Linked DNA regions of Mus musculus: region 1 is linked to region 2. The links are chromatin contacts, called in public Micro-C maps. All regions are on one chromosome and are shown on one strand. Each heading gives the region's core, a stretch centred on a gene start, on an enhancer-like site or on the middle of the called end of the contact. The rest is flanking DNA. Distances are from core to core; before and after follow the strand shown.

Region 1 (4,661 bases), core at 1,871-4,370, 1.2 Mb after region 2:
TGGCTGGCCAAGCCAGGTAGTGGGAGGTGGCGGTGGCTATAGCCAGCTGGCAAAGTCCAGGCTTGGGGCCTGCCAGGCCGCTTACAGTAACTCTGGCCCCCAGGGCCCAGCTGGGCTCCAGGCCAGAGCCTTAGAGGAGGGATCTGGGCCTGGCCTGGGGCTGGAGGGAGTGGAAGCGGCAGAGTCGGCCATGGCTGGCTGGCCGGCCGGCTGGTCAGCTGCTGACCTGGGAAACGTGTCCTACCTCTCCTGGTTGGCAGGGACAAGAGCACCCTGCCTGGCACCCACTGCCCCTCCCATTGGCAAGCTGTCTGGCACCACTGCCCTGTGTGCCCGGCTGGGCTGGGTCAGTGCCCCCTTCTTGGTGTGGGGGCCGCGCTCTCTCCCCGGAGCCAGGGAGTCTCTTTGTCCCTGGGGCAGGCTCTGGCTGGGCGCCTCACTGCCCACAACTGGATGTCTGCCCACAGCCACCATTGCTTCCTGGATCGCTGCCTATGGCTTTGTCGCAGCCCCCTCCCTTCCAGGCCTCACCAGCCTTCAGGAGCAGGTAGTCTATGCCTGTGAGCCTTTACACCCTAGGGTTAGGGAGTGGACAAGTGCTACCTCAGTTTCCTCTTTTTTAAAAAAAAAAAAAAGAAGAAGATATATTTCATTTATATGAGTACACTGTAGCTGTCTTCAGACACACCAGAAGAGGGCATCGGATCCCATTACAGATGGTTGTGAGCCACCATGTGTTTGCTGGGAATTGAACTCAGGACCTCTGGAAGAGCAAGCAGTCAGTGCTCTTAACCACTGAGAGGTCTCTCTAGCCCTACCTCAGGGTCCCTAAGCCTCCACTTTTTAATTCTGCCTTTTATTCTCTCCACCTTACTCAGCAGAGTCTGAGACCCCCTACTGTGTTCTGGTTTTTTTTTTTTTTTTTTCCTAGTCTGTGCTAATAAGGAGATCAAGCTCTGGGGCTCAGAGTTGCTGGGGGTATGGGGGGAAACCTATGTAAAAATACTCCCTGCATTTGAGCTTCCATCTCAAACATCCCAGGAGCTGGAAGAATTGTGCTTTCTTTCAGGGTGGAGTTTTTAAGACAGAAAGGAAAGCGGGTGGTGGCGGCGGATGCCTTTCACCCAAGAGGCAGAGGCAGGTGGAGTTCTGAGTTCGAGGCCAGCCTGGTCTACAAAGCAAGTTCCAGGACTGCCAAAGCTACACAGAGAAACCCTGTCTTGGGGAAAAAAAAAAGAACAAAACAAACCAAAGAGGAAGGAGGAGAGAGGAGAGGAGTTGGGGAGTCCTGGACGCCAGTGCCACCAAGGACCACTTATGCTTGCCCCGTGATGTCACAGGGGCCTGGACACATGAACCTGACTAGATGGAAGGTTGCAGGGGGATTTAGGATCTGGCCCCTGTGAGAGGAAAAGCCCTCCCCCTGAGTGTTGCAAGCTCCTTCCTCTTTCTTAGAGGTGGGTGGGGTGAACCCCTACCCTGGTAACCTACTCCTAGGGTGGGGTGCCCGGATTTTGGGCTAATGGCAGCCTTCTTTGGCTTTCTCCACCCAGGTTAGGCAATGCCCTCTTCCTGCCTCTGTGAGTCTGTGGGTTTCCCACCCATCCCCCTCTCCTAGTAAACAACAACAGTTCTCTTCCTCCCTACTCCCCTGCCTCTGAGCACCTTCTAGGACCAGGGACCAGAGGCCTTGGCTCTGAGACCACCCCCTCCTACAGTGCTCCTGGTACCTGGAAAACAACTAAAAGTTTTTGCAGCTTTAGTCTCCCCTAGCCCTTGGGTCTAGAAGGTGTCAGGTAGTTCCTGGAGGGGGGTGTGTGGAGTGGCTTGCAGCAGTGATGCTATGTCCTGGTGATCTTCCAGGCTCCCCCCCCCCCAACCCCCCCCCCCCCCCCCCGCTCCAATCCCACGTCTGTGGAGATGGCCTCCCCTTCCTGGGCCTCTTGCAAGGTTGCACCTCAGGTGTGTTGTATGTACTCTGCAGGTGACCTGTGGGAGGGCCAAGGCCCCTCCAGGTCACGGTGGGGAGAGCTAGGTATTGTCCTACTGGGAGTCTCCTAGGGAACCAGGGTGGAGGCCCCAGAGATAGCACAAGACTCCTGTCCCTTTGGCTCCTGGCCCCTGAAGCCTGTTTGCTGTGGAGGTTTGGTCTTCTCTGTGCTGTGTGACGAGGGTCAGGGTTGTGTGTTCTTTGGGAGGAGGGGGTCAGGGCTGAGTATGCTGAGAAGGGGGGGAGGGGTTAATGGCTTGTGTATACTGGGTGAGACCAGTGTTTCCTAAGAATTAAATCCAGAGCTGGGGAGGGGAATGTCAGCTTGTGGTGGAGCTGTGGGGGAGGGCTGGGGGGGGAGTGGGGGAGGGCTGGAGGGAGGGGGGCAGGCCTGATTTAGGGGCAGAGGTGTCTTGATGTGAGGGCTTCAGAGACTTTGACCTTCATAATGTGTGTGTGTGGGGGGCTCTATCTCTAATGTCTTTGTGTTTCCTGGCCTGGGGGCCAAGGGGTGAACCTCTTTGGCTTATGCGTCCTTGGCATTCCTTGGGCTTCGAGGTTAAAACCTTAGACACCTGTGTCACGTATGTGTCGATCTCTTGGCATTGTTTCCTGGTTGGTAACACAGCGACATTAGGTAACACAGACACATGACCAGATACTGTGCGAGCTCATCCCGGGGGACACTTGGTGTGTGCCTGGCATGTGACCCGGGAGAATGGGAGGCTGCTGTGCACCTACTGTGGGTCGGGACATTATCTGCGCCTTAAAAAAAAAACAAAAAACAAAAACAACCCTTCATGTGGACTCACTCCTTCCGTAGAGTCACCTTGTACTCGTGTATAGAAGAGGGAGGGCAGAGGAAGCCAGGCCAAAGCACGGCAGACATCCAGATAGTCAGCTTTAGGAGGACACCGGGGGTAGGGGGGTGGGGTGGGGCATTCCGGGGCCATTGGAGATTATGGAGACCTCACCACCATTGTTGAATATTGTTCTGGTTACTGGAGACCCGGTCTCCGACTTCCCACCAGTAGGGGGCGCAGGGAAAGCCACCCCTCCACCCCTGCCCCCCTTCTCAGTGTTGGATTTTGAGACTGGAAAGATAAGAAGCCCGGGAAGATCTCCATCCTGTCCTAGAAGCCGTGGACACAGTCTGCCCACACCCCCACCCAACCCTGTTCTGCCCTCTCGCCGGCTGTGAGCTTGCAGAACTCTGCAGCCCCCGCCTCCTCCCGTCCCTGACAGACTCTGAAGGAACAGAGTGTAAAAGCCTTAGCTGTTATTCATATTTTGTTGCAATTTCTGAAGGGGGGGGGCAGGGAAGTTGGAAGCAATCAGTCGATGAGTTAGGACAGGAACCTAAAAGGGTGGCAACAGATTTTCCTTCTACATGTTGGCTGGGTACTTGTCTAGATATGGGGATGTGGTCCCCTCCCCCTCCCTGTCTTGGGAGCCCAGGCCTAGGGGAACCTGGGAAGGAGGCCCAGAGGAAGGAGGGAGGGGGTGTGCCTGTCTCTTCATTCCTTGCCCTGGGGTTTGCTCCCTTGCTTGTTCACACCCCGCACAATAGAAAGGACAACCTTGAGGAGGCGCGTCCCTGCCTAGTCGCCCCTGCCCTGGGGTCCAAAATGCTGAGTCAGCCAAAAGACCTTCACAGGGGGCTTTCATTGAAAATAGAGTCCCTCACTATTTATCTATCGTCCTGGAGGGATAAATGTACAGGCTCTCTCAGGGTAGGATTCCAGCACAGATTGGGGGAGGGGACACAGGGAAGGAAGCTTGTCTTCCTCTTAGGCCAGTCAGGGCCTCAGGCATTGTATACACCTCTTGCCAAGGGATGTGCGCCATGGGGTTTTGCCAGTGCAGCCTTTGTATATGCGTTGGGGGTGGTGTGTGTGTGTGTGTGTGTGTACATGGTAGCATCGGTAAAAAGAGGAAATGGTAAGCTGCAAATAATGCCCCTGTAGTCAGGATAGACTAGGGGTCCCTTTGCCCTGGGAGCATTCGTAATCCAGGCCCTCCCCCGCCCAGATGGACCCCAGGTTGCTGAAAATACCATCCAGCCTGAAGTCTGATCCCACTTCCCTACTTGCTCCAGAAGTCTTTCAAGTCAGCTCTGCCCGTGCAACCTTGGGCAGGTCACTCAGCCTTTCTCGGAATCTTTTGCCTTTCTTGTCTGTCTCTGGTAGGCTGCTCGCTGTGAGGCCACGGTGACCCGCTTGCTGGTTATGGCCTGCAATAGCTTCAAGCACCTTGAAGGGCGGGGAGGCGGGGGGGGGGGGGGGGGAGTGTTCCGGGTTGGGGGTAGGGCTGGGTATTGTCGTAGAGATGGCCACCCTGTATCAGGCCCTGATGTCTGTCTGGCACCGGGCCTAATGTTGTCCCTCTGTCCCTAGGGCAGAGGAGGGAGCCCTGCTTGGCACAGGCTGGAGGTGGTGGTGGTGGCAGCCATGAAGATTCAGCCCACACCTGCTAAGGGCTTGCTAAGCATAAAACCCTAGGGGGGGGGGGAGCTGGGGATGGGAGGTGTGACTGAGCAGGATGAGGCCACAGCCTGCTAGCAACTGCCTGCCACCCAGTATCCCAGACCCTGCTGCAGGCCAGAGCCTTCCAGTCCTGCCTCCCTTCTGTCACGGCCCCTGGGGACACCGTGTTCCTCCTTGACCTGGTT
Region 2 (4,844 bases), core at 482-2,981:
CTCGCTTCTCTGGTATCTCTGTGCTTTGCCCCAAGCTCTGCTCAGTCCCCTTCCTTGTTCCGCTCAGCAGAGAACTGTAATGGGAACTGGGAGGGAATGCATGTGAATATTCCCCTGGGGTCCTGGGATGACACAACCAGATTCCATGTTTAAAATATCACAGCCACACCCTGACACGGGCAGCATGCCTCTGTCTGTCTCTTTTTCCTTTTTTTGGGCAAAACCTAGCTGAGGGGCCGCCCTTGCTTCCCTGTTCACACTTAGAGATTTCTTCCAGACCAGATACCTTAAAGCAGCTAGATACCTGTCCCCTGTTGAGGATTTGAAACTTGATAGCGTTGTGGTAATAATATTCTGGTGATCCTCAAAGAGCGGTCCTTGCGTCCTTGAATGATTTACCTGACAAATCCGCCAAAGAGCTAACTGCCAAGGCCTTCCTCAGCATCTACACAATCGGAAACTGGGGACGTTTTAATGAGCCCCCCCCTCCCCCAGGTCACTCTAGAGCACGCACAAGTTGTGAAAACCACTGCATTCATTTATATTACTTGGCTTTGGGGTCTTGTTCTTTTGCAGTGAAGGGAGCTGACGAGTGCTCCTCCCGGTTTCACGGTCTCGGAGCGCTTTTACTCGGTCCACGTCACCAAGTCACAATGAAACGTGAGGATATAGAATAATAAGGATCATAGAATGAAACGAAAAAGGGAAAGGAAAGCTTAGGTTGGAGAAGGGCTATGTCCGCAAGTTTCCCTTTTTTGATTGACCCTTGACCCTCAACGGACACACACCGTCAACCTGGGGAGTGACCTTGGCTTCCGAACCCAAAGTGTGGAACAATCCAATTCAAATTCACAAGCATACCATGGGCAGAAATCTCCAGGACTCTGGCGCCAATCAAATAAAGTCGTGCAACTTCTGCTTGGTACGAGGCAAAACGAAGGCTTTTCTGCTCAGATTTAAAAGGAGGAGTGGCCTTTATCTTTTTACCTGTTTTAATGACCCAGGGTCGAATCAAGATCATACTTGTATTGAAACGTATTTTTATTGTCATTGAAGAGAGGAAAAGACTCTGAGGGGGCACCCGGATTTGAACCAGGGACCTCTTGATCTGCAGTCAAATGCTCTACCACTGAGCTATACCCCCGCACCGACGCGCAGCTTGAAGCAATCTCTTTTCAGTCTTAAGATGCTGTCGCAGCTGCTACACAGGTAGAATAGGGGCAAGAGAAAAGAATGGAAGAGCAAAGGCGGCCAAGCTGAAAGCAGAGGATGCCTGAATCCGAAGAATCCATGGGAAAGCTGCAGCGCAGAGGGGCGGGGAGGGTGAACGTACGGAGGTGCTGAGTCCAAAGGGAAAGGGACAGGTACCTATGTGGGAGAGGATGTGGGCGGGAAGGGAACTAGCTGGGGGGCGGGGCGGGGCAAGGGGTGGTTTCCCCGCAGGTTGATGCTGGGGACCCACGGGTTTAAGGAAAGTCCCCCAGTCTAGAGAATCTGTACTATCCCCACCATCGTCGGGTGCGTGGGGTTGCCCCCTCTCATGGGAAATCGGGCTCTGCCACACTCGCGTCTGTTTCTCCAGCGCGGGAAGGGCCATGGCCCGGGCCCGTCCTCGGTCGCGGAGCCCAGGGGCACGTGCACCCCGAGAGCTCAGGGGCTCCTGCACTCCCGTCCCGCAGTCCTCCCTGGAACCCGCCCCCACGCAGCCCCACGTCGCCCGGGGAGCGCGCCTGGTCGCGCGCGCCTCTTTCCGCGCCCGAGGCGCGTCCCCGCCCTAGCCAGTGCAGCCCCTCCTCCCCACTGTGTTTATTAGGGGAAGGAGGGCGGAGGCGGAGGCCAGTTCCCCAGTTCCAGTCGCCGTCGCCTGCACAGTTGCAGCCGCCGCCTCCCACCAGCTCGCCCAAGGAAAAGGGAACGCGCGCGAATACGGGCGTCCCCGCCCCAGTCTTTCCCCGGAACCATGAACCCTAACTGTGCCCGGTGCGGCAAGATCGTGTACCCCACGGAGAAGGTGAACTGTCTGGATAAGGTGAGCTCGGGTACCGGGCGCTGCGAGCTAGCCAGTGCTAGTGCAGCTCTCCATCAGGGGAGGAAAGAGGGGCCGGGTCTTTGCGGGCTCTTCCCTGCGCTCCCCAGAGCAGGTAAGGAAGGCGGGAGGCGACTTGGGGTGTGGGGACAGACCCCAGTCTGGAACCTGGGAGGTCCAAGGCGAGGTGGTGAGCAGCCACCGCTGGAGATGGGTGGCCTCTGTGCATCGAGGTTAGGAGGGCTGGAAGGAAGGGCGGAAGAGCACCAGGGAACCGGGTTCCCCGGGTGTGTGCAGGAGGTTAGAGGTGCAGTCCCGCCCCCCGGGCCGGGAGTGAGAGGGGAGACGGCCGCTCCCTTTCCCCGCGGCGGCCAGCGCCAAGTAGGCGGAAGCGCGGGGCGCTGGGGGGAGGGGGCGGCGGGGGCGGGGCGGAGGCTGGGGCCGGCGCTACCCGCCCGGCTTGGGCTGCCGGTAGCCTGGCTTCCTGGCTTGGAAGCTGCGTCGGGTCCTTCGTCCAGCGAGTGTCAATTGTGGTGAAAGGGATTTAGGGGCAGCGCCGGAATCTCACTGCGAGACCCCCTCTTTTTGAACGACCTGCTGGTCCCCTCCTTGCTTTTTTTGTGGTTGGGGAACCCGCAGACCTCCTTCATAGCTTCCCCAACCCCCAATTCAAATTGCAAGCCACTCCGGGTGATCGGCTGCCCAGTCGGAGCTGGGCGGGGTAGGGAGTGGGGAGGACGCTTCTTGGAGATCTGAAATTGTGCTCAGCCTGGAGACCAGCTTAGAGAACAAAGAGCTAACTTTTCAGAGCTGTTTTCTCCGATGGAGGGTGGGATTGGCCGAGTTCTGAGGAAGCAGACGAAAAGGAGTTTTTTAAGAGGAGGGGGGTAGCCTTCTGGAAATCAGCTGGCCCCTAGGGGCTCTTACGCATCCCCCGGCCCAGGCTGGACCCGATCATCTGTTTGCCATTACACTTTTGCAAGGGGGACTGAAGGGTAGATCTGGGTGTTTCCGGTACAGTTTGAGATGGGACCCTTCTGCCTTGTTCTGAACCCCATAAAGTCTAAGACAACCCGTTTCTTCTCTTGTGACCCCCTCTGCAGGGAAGCCTTTTGGCTCCTCATAGATACGTTGTACCTGGCTCTCCAAGCTGGATCTCATTCTCCACGTTTATGGCTGAACTGGACAGAAGCAGGCGCCTCAATGAGGCGATCTAGTTTTGTTGGAAAAGGATACTTTGTTTCTCCGGGCTAGGGTTAGTTCCTTCTTAGGAACCTTTGGACATCCCCCGCACACCCTCCCGGTCCCGGTCAGGAGGTAGGGACTTGTAGTTTTGAAACATTTGAACTTTTTCTTGAGGAAAGAGATGTGGGGCTTGGCTAGGTACCAGGATAGGAGGAGCTTAAGGGAAGGTGATGGCCTGCCCAGTCACTGTACCGGCCTCTGGACTTGTGCTTGGCACTCCTAGATGAAGACACCCCACCCCCAAAAAAGAAACCCTGTCCTTACATGAGGGTCTTTGTCGTCCCTGGGACCAGATATTTTGAGCCCTGCATTTGCGGCATTCTGGGCCAGCAAATGGGCTCCCCTTTTGGTCCCCAGTAATGAATGGTGAGGGGCAATGGATGATGGAAGGATTTGCTAGCTTGGGGGTTGGGAAACTTGATCTTAGTCCCAGGTCTGTGCCCATCAACTTTATGAATGGTTCTGGGCCTCAGTATTCCCTGTCTGTCACCAGATGGGTATGGATGATGTCATTGCCTTAGGAGGTGGACAGTGCAGGGAGTGTGGTCAAGACTGGCCATTTCTCTCTTTTCTGTCCCGCATCCAACCACTCCCCTTGTAAAGACCTTCAGTGCTGTGTGTCACAGGGAAGGGGGTGGGGATTTTATGTGATAACTTGTCCTTGCTAGAAGAGGATATTCAGGTCGGGGTTGCCCTGGGAAGAGGGAGTGGGTGATTTCTTCCTGGTTTTAGAACTCCCCCTAGCGGAAGTGGCCCTGGAGAGCCATCTGCCTTTCACACCCCTCCCCCACCCAGACTGGAAAATCCAGGTATTCTGTCTCTTCAGTCCGTGGCCTGCAGGCAGTAGGAAGCTAGAGTTGGAACTCTGGAGAATGCTGGGCAGAGACCTGGGTGTGGGCAAAGTTCAATCTCATAGGCATGGTTGCTACCCAACTTTCCAAGGCTTCTCTACAGTCAGGGAGAATCCACTTAGACTGGCTTGATTTACTGCGGTCCCCGATGATGGCATGCAGCCTGCTGAAGCTGGAGCGTAAGCTGTTCTTAATGCTCAGTCTTTTCTCCTCCTTGAGCCTTATCTCTCAAAGGCATTAGTGGGTAAACCTTGTCACCAATGAAGGCCAGTCTGTCCCCAACCCATCGAACCAGGGTGCTCTGCCTGCTGGATAAATATGCAGTGTTTGAGGAAGGAGGGTGAGGTTTGTTTCCCTAGAGGGTTTCTGGGATTAGAGCAGGAAAGAGAAACAGGGTGACCTTATTCATTTGACAAATATTTATTGAACACTTACTTTGTATCTAGTGACCTACACTGTTGAGAATCTTGCCACATCTTTCTCTTTCTCCCTCAGCTTTTAAAACCAGGTGGGGACTGAAAGGAAGGCTAGGGACTTGTTCACTGGCTTGCTTTGGAATGTCCAGTTACAGAGGGCCTCCTGCCCTGAATGGCTCTGTGAATGTACTAAGTCGGTGTAGCTGAGAATAACATTTTTGTTTTTGTTGTTGTTGTTTGTTTTATTTTACATGGCTGGATGTTTGCCTACATGTGTGTCTGTGTACCATGTGTGTGCCTGGTATC

The links. Hi-C and Micro-C count contacts between places; a contact is called where the count stands out from the background.
Region 1: a Micro-C map of embryonic stem cells shows a contact between it and region 2, with 1.9 times the contacts expected there. The contact joins the enhancer-like site here to the promoter of Lasp1 in region 2. A contact is called at or near these places in 3 of 39 promoter capture datasets (cranial neural crest, embryonic stem cells and liver) and 2 of 484 Hi-C or Micro-C datasets (embryonic stem cells and liver).

What each region holds. Positions count from the first base shown.
Region 1 is chr11:98,951,426-98,956,086 of GRCm38.p6, forward strand. All of the region lies in intron 2 of Rara (retinoic acid receptor, alpha), which reads left to right. Among named protein-coding and RNA genes, the nearest start is that of Gm22061, 7.3 kb to the left of the region's middle. Within about 2 kb of position 3,121, at least 120 of the 459 cell types and tissues checked have an H3K27ac peak or open chromatin away from gene starts, as enhancers often do. A contact at or near this core is called in embryonic stem cells and liver, where this site is marked.
Region 2 is chr11:97,797,834-97,802,677 of GRCm38.p6, forward strand. Lasp1 (LIM and SH3 protein 1) reads left to right here and starts at 1,732. Exons shown (of 7, transcript NM_010688.5): 1 at 1,732-2,029. The coding sequence starts at 1,961. n-TCgca51 (a tRNA gene) reads right to left here and starts at 1,144; the gene lies at 1,073-1,144.